Regions from separate parts of the Mus musculus genome. Here region 1 is linked to region 2. The links are chromatin contacts, called in public HiChIP or PLAC-seq maps. All regions are on one chromosome and are shown on one strand. The core of a region is the stretch at or near the end of the contact, and the rest is flanking DNA. Distances in the headings are between cores, read along the strand shown.

The links. HiChIP or PLAC-seq counts read pairs in DNA pulled down with a chosen protein or histone mark.
Region 1: a contact with region 2 is called in an H3K27ac HiChIP or PLAC-seq map of embryonic stem cells, with 9 times the contacts expected there. The contact joins two enhancer-like sites. A contact is called at or near these places in 9 of 39 promoter capture datasets (the 3T3-L1 cell line, cranial neural crest, embryonic stem cells and 4 more), 2 of 15 datasets of contacts at CTCF or cohesin (CD8 T cells and stem cell-derived epiblast-like cells), 47 of 484 Hi-C or Micro-C datasets (CD8 T cells, ECoMG-derived neutrophils, the G1E-ER4 cell line and 11 more), 20 of 115 datasets of contacts at active chromatin or transcription factors (astrocytes, embryonic stem cells, epiblast stem cells and 2 more) and 3 of 9 other capture datasets (adipose tissue, liver and pancreatic islet).

Annotation. Positions count from the first base shown.
Region 1 is chrX:103,436,913-103,442,415 of GRCm38.p6, reverse strand. It overlaps Tsix. Among named protein-coding and RNA genes, the nearest start is that of Tsx, 25 kb to the right of the region's middle. Within about 2 kb of position 3,470, at least 8 of the 459 cell types and tissues checked have an H3K27ac peak or open chromatin away from gene starts, as enhancers often do. A contact at or near this core is called in embryonic stem cells, where this site is marked.
Region 2 is chrX:103,283,852-103,289,246 of GRCm38.p6, reverse strand. It overlaps the pseudogene Gm19200. Among named protein-coding and RNA genes, the nearest start is that of 4930519F16Rik, 30 kb to the right of the region's middle. Within about 2 kb of position 1,661, at least 28 of the 459 cell types and tissues checked have an H3K27ac peak or open chromatin away from gene starts, as enhancers often do. A contact at or near this core is called in embryonic stem cells, where this site is marked.

The DNA of each region.
Region 1 (5,503 bases), core at 2,221-4,720, 150 kb before region 2:
CTTCATAAGATCAGCCAGTGCTCTTAGCCACTGAGCCATCTCTTCAGCCCCTTTGTATCACATCTTTAAGGAAATTCTGTCAAGTCTAGAAAACAGACCCCCATGGCCACACACAACAAAGAATGCGGATTTTATAAAAATTTACACCTCAAATTCCAATATGCAAACACACTTCAAGTAAATGAGCAATGGGCGTGTGAGAAATCTTTGGTATGGGACAAGCCCACACAGGGTGTCCTTGCAAGGACATTCTATAGGTCTCAGAACTGAGCCTTCGTTATGCTGCTGGAAGCCATCTTTATCTAGCTCCGTTGAGTGAGAGTTTGCTTGGGAACAGACCTGGTGATAATTATGTAACAGGCAGAAACTGGCTGAAGGTGCTGTAGCAAGTGACACAAATAAACTTGTTCATTCTTGGAGGAGGGGAGCAGTGGGGTCAAAACTCTGAGAAAGAAAGGACAATCTATTTCCCAAGTGGCAAGATTATAAAATTCAACCTGTCACAGTGACAACCAAAAATGACCTGGTAAACAAATAGGAATTTAAGATTTGTACATAAGAAAAATAGAGCCTTCCTGCTCATAATGTAGATGTGCAGCTTGGCCTTCATGTGGATCCTGAACTACTGGAACACTGGAACGGGGGCTATCACAAAAGCTGTTGCCTGTCCATGGGATTTGTTCTCCTAGCTGAGTTGCCTGGTGGGCCTCAGTAGGAGAGGATGCACATATCCTCACAGAAACTTGATGTGTCAGGGTGGGAGGATACCCAGGGGCCCTCACCAGCTCAGAGAAGAATGGGAGGGAGAAGGAAGAAGGATCATGGGAGGGGGGGACCTGGAGTTGGGGGCAGTGAGCAGGATGTAAAGTGAATAAGCAAAAAAAAAAAAAAAAAATTGTCTCCTGGAGCCAGGCGTGGTGGCGCACGCCTTTAATCCCAGCACTTGGGAGGCAGAGGCAGGCAGATTTCTGAGTTCGAGGCCAGCCTGGTCTACAGAGTGAGTTCCAGGACAGCCAGGGCTAAACAGAGAAACCCTGTCTCGAAAAACAAAAAAATAAAACAAAACAAAATTGTCTCCTGGAAATCCAGAAGACCAGACAGAAGATAGTCAACCAAAGAAAAGACTTGAGTGATACTGTAATCTGACTGTATAACACAGAACAATACAAAGGCATAACAGTAGGAAAGCAAGCTTCTCATTGTAGGCTCGGTCTTCAGGGAAGACTGTATCCTAGGGCAAAAACCAAGTGTTTCCTCGGGATGTGCTAAACCTGGTGCTGGCCCAGTATCCTCTGCAATGATAGAATTCTACCTAGACTGCTCCATTTTTCAGCCAGCCTCTATTCAGCTAGACTCCAGAAAAACAAGTTCAGTGTTTGGTGTTTTGCTATTTGGTCACTAGGTGGCAGTATAAGCCCAGGTTTGTGCTACAGACTTAAAGCCATAAAAAGGAGCTTGGTTGGTCATATTTTTACAAATACAAATATTTGTAGTACCTTGGATGACTTTAGATGGATGCAGTCCTCTGCAGTGATCTATACTATAGTTTATATGTAACTCCAATTAAAGGCATTTCAAATCAGACTGGATTAGCATGGATACATTTTTGGGCTGTTAGCTCCGTTCTATTTTGTTTACATATGTTTCTTTTTTCACTCTTAGGGAAACTCATTCCAACAGTCCCACAGCTTCTTGTCAGAGGTCCTCGATAAATATTAAAAGGTTGAATTGAAACACAGCAAGTTGTAACACATCACACACATGTATACATATATACATGTATACAGCAACCATATGCTAGCTCATAGCACATGGTAGCCCGCAACCCTCTATAATGGCATCTGATTCTCTCTTTCATTGTCCATGAAGACAGAGAACACATATAGATTGAGTAAATAAACAAGTAAATAAATGATCTTTATACACATACCTCTAGGGAAAACAATATGAATATAGCTCTCATAAATTCTCAAAAACAAATTTAAAAATAAAAAAAGAACTTAACCACATAGAATTATACTAGAAATAAAAGCAAAAAGATATAGGGAAAATTCACAAATGCATCGAAATACAATTTGCCTAAACATCCAAAGAATGAAAGAAGGGAAATTATAAAATATGAAGATGGATAAAAGCATCTCAAAGTAGCAGCAGACCAGAAGTTGTAGCATGGAGTAATAGTTGTAATAGGAAATTTATACTTGTAAATACTGACATAAAAGAAACATTAAAAAGACAGTTAAAAAAAATGGGTGCTGTAAATCTGACCAAGAACCCACAACTTGGACACTCAAAGACCCTTGGGGTGATAGTGGTGGACCATCCATTATTATTTTGCTTATCAGACACATCGTCTAACTCCTCTCTAAATACAGACCTCCAACGGGAGAGGCTGGCTCAGTGGTTGAGAGCACTGGCTGCTTGCTCTTCCAGAGCACCTGAATGCAATTCCTAGCAACCACATGGTGGCTCAAAGCACATGGTGGCCCACAACCATCTACAATGGGATCTAATTTCCTCTTTCATTGTCCATGAAGACAGAGAACACATATACATTAAGTAAATAAAGAAACGAACAAATAAATGATCTTTTAAATGAATACTTCTAGACCCATGGATTAGGGTAGCTCTCAGACCTCCCCAGAGACACTTCTTTGTGTAGTGACCAGGGCTTTGATGTGGTCAAAATGGAGAGAATAGTATCTGTAGAGTGTGAAGGGTGCTCAGTTCTAAATGGAGCATCTATATCACACAGTTACATGCAAACCTCAGAGAAAATCACTTAAGACAGGGGCCATCTGGGCTGGGGGTTAAGCAGCAGTGACAGGACCGGTGCTCAGGAGCTCACAGCAGCTGTGATTCCAATACTAGGGGAGGTACTCGATCTACCGCTGAGGAGCCATTGGGAGTTAATGGTGTGGCCCTCTGATAGATCCATCAACCTGCAATGGATGACCCCATCTCCATGCATATATGGTTGGTTGGCACAAACGGGACCCAGTGTGTTATTAAAAAACAAAAACACCATTAAAAAAACCACCACACCAGGCCAAAGCCATCATTTTTAGCATCACAAAAAAAATTGAATAAAATGAACAATTTCTTCGACTCTATCAGGGAAATAACATTCCCCAAATTACAAAGTCTCTTAGAGAGAGCAGCGACTTGCTGATGAGTGAGAAAACAGCTCCTGTCCACAGACAGTGTGAACACAGGAAAACAAACTGACGCTTTCTTGGAAGGTTTGTTTGAATAAATTTAATAATAAGATAATCCAGGCTATATCCAGCGAGCAATACACTTTTGTGACTTTTCTTCATAGGAGCCCTAGAGCATGTTTTTTAGTGAAAATGATCTCCATAGGGATTGGAACAGAAAGAGAAAAGGAAGCATTCTGAAACACCCCCATAGCAGTCTGCTCTCCTAGCTTCAGCCTCAGACAAACGTGACTCATTAGAAATTCAAGTAACTGAGTCCCTTAATCCCCAGGCTGACATGCAACTCCTGAGCTCGAACATTGCCCCACCTTAGCTTTCATAAGACTCAAACCGACCTGAAGGGAGGGAAAAAAAAGCCCAATTCTAGCCCACCACGCTTCTGCTTAACCGACGGGAAGGAAAACTGTACAAGACCCAAGAAGAATCGCTGTGATGACCACAGTTGAGTGGCATAGATACAGCTAATGAACACCCTGCCACCATCAAGGCCTCCTGTAATATCAGAGAAATACAATAACGTGTCATACAACTCAGAACTAATTCAAGAAGTCTCTAGAGCAACCAAAGCAACAAATTAGGAAAAATAAAGACACTTGGAACATTCTCCAACCTGGGATCCCTCTGGCTGTATCAAACAGTGGACACATGGTATAGCCCTCATTTTCAACCACATCAAACACTGTATGTAAAGCTTACTAAAACAAAAAAATCTCAGCTAGAAAATACAGATCAGAACCAAATTCAGGCGTGGTAGACATCTGCAAGGATTAGATGGTACATCTAATTATGATTAACATGGTAAAAGTGCTAAAACAAAACAAAACGGTAGACTGGTTTTGACCCCCGGACAAGGGACAGAAGTGCTTATTTTACATATCAATGCAGACCTGGCTTCCAGGTTCTACTAGCAGCGTTCAGTCCCTGCCTGATATACCTTGTTCCCAACCTTGAACTTTCCAGTTCAGGGGCTTAGCTGCCCTTCCACAAGACGTTCTTTCCAATGTTATCTAGACATTTTGCGCCCCACCCTTCTCCTCTCTGCACGAGCGCACCCCTTCTTCCCTTTTCTCCTCTCCCCTCTCCCCATGGCAACTCCTCAATCCTTGAAGCCAGTGAACTCCCCGAGAGCAGTTCCCCAATAAGCCTACCTTTAATGCAATCGGACTTGAATAGTCTCGTTTCACGGGCAGAGAAGTCATTGATCGGAGACAACATGCATGAATAGGAGACCAACACCATCAACACAACCGATGCTCAAAATCAATAGCATTAAGAAGTGAGCATTCATAAAGATTTGGAAGCTAACACTTCAGAGCACACTCCAGAAGAACAAATGGGGTGTGAGGGGAAGGGATTTAGTTAGGGATTTTGCTTGTCATTGGCGGTGCATCTCTGCAATCCCCCAAATCTGGAAGGCTGAGGAGGATCAGAAGCTCAAAGGCTGCCTGGAATGCGTGGGGAGAATCTCCCTCTACCAATAAAGAGACAAACAATGCCAGACAAGCAGAATGTATCAGGAGACAACTGGAAATGGGATAAAGATACAAGATAATACCTAAAACCTAATGGAATGAATGAAGCTAAAGCCGCACAAAGGTGTGTGTATTGGGGGGTGGGGGGAGTTACAGATGCGCATTCCTAAGGAAGGAATCTCTGAGTCACCACCACCTGCAGGAAAACCTTGGCAGAAAACAGAAATGACAAAGGCTCGAGCGTAAATACAAAATTTTAAAATGCTGTTTTTCTTGAAAAAAAATTTTTTTTAAGAAGCTGATGAAACTAAGCTACACCAATAACAAACTCAAATCACGTTTGCAAAAGGAGACCTTACAATCAGTCAATGCTTAAAATCTCTCAAGAGCCGAAGCAGAAGGGATGCTATCTAACTCAATTCATGATGCCAGAGTGATCCTGATATCAAAGCCAGAAAGAGACACAAAAGAAAGTTAAAAATTTATAGCCCACATCCCTGATGATCATCATCATTACAATATCCATAACCCGAGTTTGATGGAATTAAAATATCCAGGTGGGATTTACTCATGGAATGCAAGAATGATTCAACATACAAAAATCAATGAACACGATATCACCACAATACAATGACGATCATCTTGATAGCATTAAAACAAAAACAAACAAACAAACAAACAAACAAACAAAAAAACCCACGGGGCTGGGGAGATGGCTCAGCGGTTAAGAGCACCAACTGCTCTTCTGAAGGTCGTGAGTTCAAATCCCAGCAACCACATGGTGGCTCACAACCATCCATAATGAGATCTGAT
Region 2 (5,395 bases), core at 412-2,911:
ATACTAGCTAGCTTTCTGGCCTCCGTGCCTTGTGACACGCAGTGGCAGCGCTTTAGGTCTGCTGAGCGCCACCCCCACCCCCCGTCCCCCACCCCCCATGGGCGTCGAGGTGAGGTTGTCAGGGCAACCAATGCGGAGCGCCACTGAGTGCTGCAGCCAAGCTGTAATGTTGCAGTGCTCTCAGCCTTCAAACAGTACCTCAGGTCCAGCCCTGCAGATCAACCAATGTCGCGTTCTCACTGAAAATCTAGCAACAATGATGTACGATTGTAGCTGGAGTGTTGTCCCCCTTCTAACAACAGTGTACTTTGAAATGTGGCAAGAAGCATTTGGCTGAAACATTTGAGGTCCACATCTGCTTGCGAAATTCTCAATAGGGGCTGGTGTCTGTGAAGTACCCGCTATGCTCCTGCAGATTAGTCACCATCAACAACCTAATTTTGCGTCAGGAAAATGAGGCGTTCTGTCTTTCCGAAGACGCTTCCTTGTGGCTTTCTGCGATTGTCAGTGTGAAGTTCTCCACTCCAATCTTATTATCAGTCTCGGAGGCTCTCATCCTTGTTTGCTTTAGTCTACCAAGCTGTGGCCTACAGGTGCCAGCTGTGGAATGCCCTGGCTTGCACTTCCTCTTTCTAGAAGCTTAAAAGGCACAATCCTCTGTGAGAGCCCAGCACCTTGAGGGTCTCCTGTCACGAAACCTTGACAACATGACAGTGAATGATGGTGGGGGAATTCTTAGAGTTATTTCAGCTGGCAAGTCTACAGTACTTCATGAATTCATGGAAAGAATTGCAGTTGGTTTCATCTGCATTAATTACTCAGGAAGGCTGTGCTTTGTTATGGGAACCTCCGTTTTTGATTTTAGAGACTTGCAGAAAATACAGGCAGATGATTTGGAGGAAAATGGGGCCCTCTCTTGGGGTTCTTAGTTTCCTTAACAAAAGCATTTAAGATGGACTCAAATGGAAGCTCGAGGACAGTTTTATTGGAGTTAAAAAAAAATCCATGTCAGGCAAGCCGTAACCGGTAGCAGCTGCCCAGAGGAGAAGGCAGGAGAGAAGGGAAAAGCCACGTGATTGAGGTTGTTATGGAGCTTAGTCAGACACACGTTGAGGAGAGGAGCTTTAGAGAAAGAGCGAGGAGGCCCAAAACGTCAGAAAAAAAAAGTACTGAGGATCTGGCCAGCATCTGAAGGAGACAGGAAAGAAAGAAAAAGCAGAAGTTGTATATCTGAAGGTCGCCAGACTCAGTGGAACGTCATGGTGGCCCATAGGGGTTGCTCTGAGGGAAGGAGCTGGGAATTCTGGGAAAGAGAAATACAGTAGTTCATTAACGAAAAAAATTCTTTAGCCTATTTCTTTAGCATGCCTTAAGGTAAGTCCAAGTTCCTAGGAATGGGCCTTAGCTGGGTGATTTACCTAGCACAACTGGGATTTTATGTCTCTACCCAGGCCAGAGAGTCTATTCTTTCAACCAGAGTAAGTTTTCTCTTAATGGGAGTTTACAGCTATTCTAACAGTCTGTCTGTAGGCAATATGCCTTAGTGAAGGAGAGAGGCCTTTGTCTTTGGGAATGTTGGCACTGAAATGCTCCTGCAAAATTACTGAGCCTCTGTAGAGGGACTGTGGAAACCACCAGCTTTGGTTTGTTGCTGGAAACAGATGAGGTCTGTCACATACACTTAGAAGTTGTAATCAATAGAATTCCTCAAAGAGTGGGCTCTATTTGTGGTGGGAAAATTGCATGTTGAATTGGGCAGTGAACTGAACTGGAAGGTGACAGGAACTGGAGTATTCCAGACTGGTTTACTTTGTCTTTGTAGGAGGGCCAGAGCAGATTTCCAGGGTCTTTGTTTGCTGGCGGGCAGACAACTCGGAGAGATTAAAGGGCAATCAAGATGAAGTCTGTAAGCACAGGCATTTGGATGGGAGTCTTTTGGTCCTAAAAGACACCAGGATAGTCCCATGGCTATGTGAAAAGACTCCAGGAGGCTTTGAGACCGTATCATTCCCTCAGTACTTGCCAGAGACCCTGAGCAATCGCTGAACTGAAAGAACTGTGTGGCAATTCTTATCAGTGTGGAGAAAGATAACAGTGATTCTAAGCAGAATTGTTTAAAGATCAGGAAAAGCTTGATAGCAATCTCTGTGTAAATCCAAAACAAACAAACTCCACCCCTCCCCAAGATTTGGCAGTGGAGTAAATGGACTTTCAAGAGAGTTCTCTGCTGACAATTTCAGCTGTAGCTTGTGTGGCTTTTCTTGATGTTTGCACAAATTCTCCTTCTTAAAAACAACTGATCTGTAGTAGAAACAGGTTTTCTTTGTATATTAAAAGATAGTTTAAAAATCGCAAATTGTTTCATAACAGGAAAACTGTTTCTACGTCCTGATCCATTGTTGGTAATTGGCAATTCATCAGTATCAGTTTTCTTAAAACTGGAAGTCCTTCAAAAATCCAGCCTAGTAACTCATTGAGGGTCATTACAAGAAGACTTACTTGCTTTTATTTGATGTGTTTGCTTTTTATGCTGCATGTGTGCCTGGTGCCCAAGGAGGCCAGAAGAAGGCATTGGTTAGCCTGGGACTAAAAGTACAGGCAGCTGGGGCTGCCATGTGGGTGCTGGGAGACAAAGGCCAGCATGCTGCAGGAGCAACAAGAGCTCCTAACCACTGAGCCATCCCTCCAGTCTGTTTCCTTTGATTCTTACCTGGCTTGCCAAATTGCTCTTCATCCTTACGTATGATAGTTACAGAACCAAAAAAAAATTTTCATACAACGCTGTATGGTCACTTACATGAATGTTTGCCACTTTGGCCAAAGTTTGGGGTTTCTGGAACTAATGTCAAACTTTGTAGCTATTTGGAATGATGTGGCACTCGGTCACGAAAAAGAACCAGCATAGCCCTCATTTTGGGACCATGGCTCCAAAGACATTAATTTAAGTAGGAGACTGATATCTATGACTTTTTCTCATCTTCTTTCTTTTATTTAGTAAAGCCTGACTGACTGTAAGGTTATAGTTTTAGCATTCCTATTAAACACTAATTGCCGTGAGAATTAACAGAAGTAAACACTTTATCAGGATTTTACTGCCTTGAGGAAGGATATTTCTACATCATTGACACTTGGAAAAAATTAATTCTGCTTTCCTCCTCTGTTTACATAATATAATAATTTAAATCACAGCTGATATTCTTCTGTAGAAGATATGCTCTTATACGTGTGTGTGTGTGTGTGTGTGTGTGTGTGTGTGTGTGTGTGTGTGTAAAATGATGGAGCTATAACTGGAGGGACAGCATGTGATTAAATTTTTAAGTACTCTAGAATTATATACTGCACCAGAGAAGAGAGAAAATAGTGTATATGTTACACATTGTAAAGGACTTGTCTAAGTTTAATGAAAAATTCTCAGAATTGTGTTAAGTTTTTGAAATACCAGTGTCAGAGAATTCCATTACTAACTAGCCCATAAAAATAAGCAGATATTAACTATATGCAGATTTTTATTTGACTGTCTAGCTTATACTTTCGATTTAATCTTTACATAATGAAACACAATGATGAGGTATAAGAACAAACACATAAAGGGAGCTGGAGAAAGTATTCTGGGGTTAAAAACATTTGTTGCTAAATTACAGGGACTGGTGTTTGTTGAACAAGCCTGCCATTCTGTAAACACCTGGGTTTTTTTGGTTTGTTTGGTTTTCTTAGTTTTTCAAGACAGGGTTTCTCTGTGTAGCCCTGGCTGTCCTGGAACTCACTTTGTAGACCAGGCTGGCCTTGAACTCAGAAATCCACCTGCCTCTGCCTCCCAAGTGCTGGGATTAAAGGCGTGCACCACTGCGCCCGGCTGCTTTTCCATTTTTTAAGTGAACTTACATACTAAAAATGAATTTGATCATGGCATTGTCATACATGTGTTGTTATACTTTGTTCAATAAAAACAGATTCCCCTCCCCATCTGCCTCCCACATTCCCTGCCTCTCCTTAGTCTCTGACCTCTTTCTTTGTCTTTACATCTGGTTTTGGGTTTTTGGGTTTTTTTGTTTTTGTTTTTGTTTTTTTGAGACAGGGTTTCTCTGTGTAGCCCTGGCTGTCCTGGAACTCACTTTGTAGACCAGGCTGGCCTCGAACTCAGAAATTCACCTGCCTCTGCCTCCCAAGTGCTGGGATTAAAGGTGTGCACCACATCTGCTTTTATGTAATCCGATGCCCTCTTCTCTTCCTCTCTCTCTCTTCCTCTCTCTCTCTCTCTCTCTCTCTCCCCCTCCTCTCCCTCCCCCCCTCTCTCTCCCCCCTGTCTGTCTATCTGGTTTTACCTCACACATGCTAGGCAAGTCCTTGACAACCAGGCTACACCTCAGCCCATGTCATTTGTTTTCTTGATTACAGACATTTTGACTGGGATGTGATAGCATCTTAAGGCAGTTTTCATTAGAATTCCCTGATGGCCAAGGATGTTAAGTTTTTCAATTATTTATTGGCTCATTGCATTTCTTCTTTTGATAATTATCTAACATCAAGCTGCTACACTTCTCTTTCTTTCCCATCTCTCCACCACATAGTTGCACATGTGGTGTGCAACTTAGTTCCTCTTTGGGAGAAGGAATTAGTGCATGTTTCATTGTTCAAGATGCATCATGTTAGGAGAAATTATGATCCAATTATTGACTTTGAGATTAAGTATTTCTAAGGTGATCTAATTACCTCAGATGATCACCAATGACAGACCAAAGTTCAATTACACCTTCATTGGAAACCAGTTTGGTGAAACCTAAGATATTATTGGGCTTTCTTATGGAGATTAGTGTGGCAATCTCTTGGAAGCTGTGTTGTGGAGTTCTTAATTAACCCTTGACTTCCTGTGTATATTAGAGATCTCCCAAGAGCACCTGCAGCTTGAGAGGGAAATAGCTGGAATGCCTAGGGAGAGTCTTTCTTAGTGAATGTCAATAGCTCCATTACCATTAATTACCATGGCATCTTGTTTATACTCAGAGGAAAAAACACTATGCACACATACAAGTGACTAGAATGTTATTCAGAGAATTTTTCCTTCCTCAGCATGGACTCATTCATTCAGTTGAAGACTTAATTTGATGGAGAAAGCCTGATTTGCAATGACTAGGAGAAAATTGCTTGTATCTGACAGATTCAAACTAGGTTAGTGATTATTCTTCCAGCTTTAGTTAAATCTTACTGCATTAGCTAGGAAAGAGTCAAACTTTATAAGTATTAAGGAAGGCTGGGTGAAGCTTTCTAGTGAATGTTCTTAAACACAAATATATTTGTTGGCCTGGAGAGATGACTCAGTAGTTAAGAGCACTTTCTGCTCTTTTTCCTGTTAGAGAGCACTTTCTTTTCTAAGAAGAGAGGACTTGGGTTTGGTTCT